Regions from separate parts of the Mus musculus genome. Here region 2 is linked to region 1. The links are chromatin contacts, called in public Hi-C maps. All regions are on one chromosome and are shown on one strand. Each heading gives the region's core, a stretch centred on a gene start, on an enhancer-like site or on the middle of the called end of the contact. The rest is flanking DNA. Distances are from core to core; before and after follow the strand shown.

Region 1 (2,703 bases), core at 180-2,679:
TCTAAAATAATTGGAGTCTATAAAAAAGAAACAATGGCCAAAAGTCCTTCCCATTTAAAGAACTGCTAGTAGGTAGAGGAAACATACTTTGTTATTCTGCATTGTTTTACAACAAGGACACTTGCAATTATTCTAAAATAGACCTGAGTCTATAACAGATTCAGAAAAACATCAAACACATATACTCACTCTAATGAATTTGTTGCAAATGCAACTTTTTAAAAAAAATGTTTATTACTTTCTGAGATTTCCATATGTGAGGACTATATCTATATTATTTCCTCACTTTTGTCTCTCCCAGTTACCCCTTGGTTACTCTTCCCTACTCTGCTCCCTTTTAAACTTATGGCCTCTTTTTCCTTAATTATGATACATATAATAATTATATATGTATAATGCATACATATATATGTATATAATATATGCAATGTATTATACATATACATAGATAAATATAGCTTGCTTTGCACATTTAGTATTGCTCATGCATGTATGTATGTATGTATATATGTATGTATGAGTGTGTGTTTAGAGCTGACTACTTGGTATTGGATAACCAGTTAGGAGCCTCATCAAAGTCTCCCCCTCAGTAGTCATTAAATGATTGTGGTAGTAGTAGCAGTGTAGACATGTGGAATTTCCCCCATTTATAATGTCATTGTTTTGGTAACCATATTATTGAGAGTTCCTGGATAAAACTTCCTTACATAAGTTTTTTCTTAATGAAAGATGTCTTAAGCCTCCTATTAAAGAATTTTGTTGTTGCTTGAGACTGGATCTCATGTATGCCATACTGACCTCAAATTTCCAACCTTGAAAGTCTGATCTTGCCCCCACTTCCAAGTGACTGGACTGCAGGCAGGTTCTACAATGTCATATCAGGTTTGGCTTTATGTGACCCCAGAACTATACATTTTAGGTAAGCACACATGTGACTGAGCAACACTTCCAGCCAAAGAAACTAAATTCTCATGACACTTTAAAAAAATCATTTCTTTAAGTCTCATTTTGCACTAATGAGCTCGCACAAAGACCCCTCCACCACCACCACCCACACACACTGTAAGAAGAGCAGGTGCTTAAAGCAGGTTTTAAATTCACTTCATGTTTAAAGATGAAGACATTTCATTGAGAAGATCAAAAGAAAATATTTGTTTTTCAAAAGAAAAGAGACAGTTGGCATATCGGGAGAAGACCAGTGTAGAACTAGCCTCAATGTTAAGCAGAAACAGCATTCTCAGGAAAGCAAACTACAAACACACCAGGGGCTAGAAGTTAAGTTCCCTAACATGTTGATCATGGGGAGTAGCAGACACAATTTTAAAAGCCCTCAAAACTGAAAGCAAGAGCCTGCTTCAAATAGTGCAGCATCCAAACAGGCCACAAATCTCCATTTCCCTTTCCTCTTCCTTTTCACATTTACTTGGTTTCCTCCTGGCTTGCAAAAAGCCTTTCCACAGGGCTCCCCTACTGTTGGGAGACTCTTATGCAGGCAGGTCTCACTGTGGACGATTGTTCTCATCCATCTCAGTTCGGTGTTTAGGATTACACGTTTGTGAGCGAATTCTGCAAATGCTCACTTGCCCTGCAAGGGCTGGAATAGTGCCTAATTCAGAGAAAATTGTCAGTTAGCATTGGAGAACTGGGACAAATGGGACCTTGATTGGAGAAGCAAAGGAAAATAGTTTCCTTGCAAAAAATCTTAATGAGCTTTTTTGAACAGATAGTAATTTTATAAATTAGACAGCCTGTCAGACCAACTAGGAGGAGAAGCCACAGAAAGGTTTTGCTAGGCATTTGAAAAACAAACAAACAAACAAACAAACAAAAAATCAAGATGAAGGAAATGTGTTTCATTGCTTCATGTGGAAAGTACCTTATTAGAGGTTCCTTGCTATTGGCTAAGCTACATATATTTTACTGTTCATGTTGAGTTGGGCTGACTGATACTTGCACCATCTCAGACCTCTGGTTCCCGAATAATTCTTTCATCTTTTTTTCATTGCAACAGGGTCTTACTACATAGCTCAATCTGACCTCCAACTTACTATCCTCCTGCCTCAGATTCCTATGTGAGTTCTGAGATTACAAGCAGTCATTATCATTCTCAGACTAATTTTTAAAAAATGATTTCAAGGGCTGAAGAGATGACTCAGTGCTTATAAGCACTGGCTGATGTTCCAGAGGTCCTGAGTTGACATTCTACTGCCCAAATGGCAGCTCACAACTGTCTATAAACAGAGGTCCCATGGGATCTGATGCCCATAAACATAAAATAAATAAATAATTAAAATAAATACATAAATCATTTTTAAAAGATTTGAAAGCAACTTTAGTGGTTTATTTTACTCTTTATACCATTCAATGTACTACTTTGCTTTTTCAAATTGTTCTATTTTGTTGAGACCATGTGGAATCTCTGTGAAATTTTTTGACTTTCAGGTTTGTTCTAAAGAGTAGACAAATATTTCTGTCCATATATTCACAAGCCTTAGTTAGGATTTTATTGCTGTGAAGAGACACTGACCATGGCAATACTTATAAAGGACAATATTTAATTGGGGCTGGCAGTTTCAGAGGTTTAGTCTATTATCATCATGGTGGGAAGCATGGCAGCATAAAATAAAACAAAACAAAAATAACAACAACAAACAAACAAACAAAAAAACATGGTGCTGGATAAAGAGCTGAGAGTGCTACATC
Region 2 (2,700 bases), core at 178-2,677, 50 kb before region 1:
TTACAGACTGAAGGAAACTGAAGGAGGAAGTTCGGAGTTTGAAACATTTCCCTTCCAACCTGGGGCTGGGGGCAGGATAGAACACTGGGATGAAGGAGAAAGTGGCCGGAGGATCTGGGTGGGGTTTTAACTCTTTTTCTGAAGGCCGCTCTCAAATATATCAGGATGGACAGGAACTGGCTGTAAATTCTTTGTATTTTCCGCAATGAGGAAAATTCCATCCTTAGGTGATGTCTCAGGAGTTCATTTTCCCACAGTTTTTCCTCTTCTGCTCTGAGACTGAATGAAATGATTTGGGGGCAGAATTCCAGTGAGTCAAACTGGGACCTGGAAACAGCTCCTGCCCAGTCTGTGAAACCCTGAAATTGTCGACTCGAGGTGAGTTTCATGATACCATTTTCAAGTGGTCGGCGTGCACAGGAGACTAGGACCCAAGTGGAGGGCAGATTTAAATCAGGAGAAAGAAGATTGTAGAGCTGTGAGGGAGGCGCACACATGTGGCTTTAATATGCAACAGCTGCCAGGGATGGTGACCCCGCTGCTCTTGCTCCTTCGCCTCCACCCTCAGAATCCAACGTTTCAATGATTATACCTAAAGGGACTTCACTGCTGTTGATCTAATAACCGACTCCGGCTACACAACATTCAAGGACTTTTAAAACACTGCATGTACCTGAAGGTAGCAAATTGAGACACAAAATCAAAACAAAATATGAGCCGAAAGAAAGAGGATAAGGAAAATGACACAATGAAATTTGCCCTGGGAGATGGATAAAGAAAATTAAGCGCAGATGGAACAGGCAGAATGGCCACTGGTTAACTTCTCCCACGCGAGTTCTTCAAGGCCTTGGCCACTCTGCACCCGTTCATCTACAGGTCTGTCCCCCGAGTCCCCGCGGTCCCCGCGTCACCTTTACGGATGCCGGGTGCTGGCGCAGACAATGCTCCAGACTTGGTGCCGTGCGCGGGGCCGGCTACTCACCGACACCAGGAACTCCAGCGTGCCCACGTAGTCGCGCTCGGTCTTCTGCAGCTCGCTGAGCACGCACACGCGCAGGCGAAGCTGCTTGTCTACTTCCCTGGCGCTTTCGTCGCTCATGGTGGCCGGCGGGGCGCGGAGCTGGGGGCAAGTGCGCTGCCCCGCGCCTGCTGCCGCCACTGCCGCCACTGCCGCCAGCAAAGTTGCCGCCTCTGCCGAGTCCCAGCCGGAACGCGTAGCTTCACATGCTGGCCGGAGGCCGGGGTGTGGGCAGAGGACTGTGCTCGGGCTGCGGTGCGAGCGCGGGACGCGCGGGACGCGCTGGACTCAGAACGGGACAGTCCCCGGAGAGCGGGAACCCAGCCCGGCCCGCTGCTCCGGCCTCACGCGGCTCCAGCCCGAGGGGAGGCGGCTCCAGCCACAGCGGTGACTTGGACATCAATCAAATGCTTTCAATCCATGTGACTCCGACCCTTTACCCTTAGCCAAATCTCAGGAAAAAGGAAACACAACCCTGGGGAAGTGTATCCTGCCAGCTAACTAAACACACACACACACACACACACACACACACACACAGGATGGAACTAATCCGAGGTTCCCAAACCTAGAAGGACACTTGTGAGGGCTGCTCTTGGGAATCCCGCCCACTGTTTAGCTTTAATGTGTTTTGCACCAAGTCTGAAAGCAAAGAAACAAGTCCCCGCGGTTACATAACTGCTTGGGAACAAAACAACCACACCACTGACCCTCCCGCGTTTGACAAGGAACACATTGATTTTGAGTTTTCGTCTACTACGAAACAGGTTCGGTTTATAGAAAAAAACAGCAAACAATGTTATTTCACAGGCAGACAACCTCTGTCAAAGCTTGAAATGTCAATTAGTGTGATAAATGAGGACATCAGAGCAAAGTAGCAGCCCTTACCTATGCACTGATTCACATAGAATAAGCATCACCCTGGCTGAGTACTTTGTAACACCGGGTGTATCTAAATTTTTTAAGTCTCACTGTAGTATTTCACTATCAGTTTAAATTCAAGAATATTTGTTCTCAGCTGTTTCCAAGAATTGTAATTTTAAAAAGATACAAATGTTGGATGAGGATGCATAGTAGGTGATTGACAGATGATACCTGAAAGACAGGTGGATGATAGCTGATTGACAGAGGACACACAGAAGCTAGTTATGCTTCAGTTTTGAAATGGAATGGCCAACGCATTTGATTTTAATGTTTAAGTTTATTGAATTCTCCCTTGGGACCAGAACCAAAACCTATAAATCTAACAAACCAAGTGATCCATTTGCATTTCCATCTAGATATTATCAACACATACTTTCAGAGCCATTTTTTCTACTTTACATAGTGTACAGCTAATGACATTTAAATAAATGGAAGTCGCACTCCTGAGGCAAGGAAGAGGCGGCCAAACTTGTTCCAAGATTCAGCAACCTGAGATAAACTAAAGATGTTTCCCTCGTTATTTACACTAAAGTTATCTCCAGTTTCCCATAAGTCTTTTCAAAATATGATTGTGACTTCCATGAAACAAAAAGGAATCTCGTACCTTCTTCTCATATTAAAGATTCAATATTTGAATAATATGAATGACGCTGATGGGAAAGGTAGCTTTTCTGTTTCCCTTGCATCTGGCTATTTAGAGGCAGCCAGGAGCAAAGGGCAAATAGTGTGGACAGCTTCACACAATAGCAGAAGAACAA

Evidence for each region. A called contact is a pair of places that touch in the nucleus more often than the background predicts.
Region 2: a contact with region 1 is called in a Hi-C map of LSK cells, with 2.1 times the contacts expected there. The contact joins the promoter of Prex2 here to the enhancer-like site in region 1. A contact is called at or near these places in 1 of 484 Hi-C or Micro-C datasets (LSK cells), 2 of 115 datasets of contacts at active chromatin or transcription factors (embryonic stem cells and neural progenitor cells) and 1 of 9 other capture datasets (adipose tissue).

The regions. Positions count from the first base shown.
Region 1 is chr1:10,941,922-10,944,624 of GRCm38.p6, reverse strand. No RefSeq gene overlaps it. Among named protein-coding and RNA genes, the nearest start is that of Prex2, 50 kb to the left of the region's middle. Within about 2 kb of position 1,429, at least 9 of the 459 cell types and tissues checked have an H3K27ac peak or open chromatin away from gene starts, as enhancers often do. A contact at or near this core is called in LSK cells, where this site is marked.
Region 2 is chr1:10,992,192-10,994,891 of GRCm38.p6, reverse strand. Prex2 (phosphatidylinositol-3,4,5-trisphosphate-dependent Rac exchange factor 2) reads right to left here and starts at 1,427. Exons shown (of 40, transcript NM_029525.1): 1 at 983-1,427. The coding sequence starts at 1,099.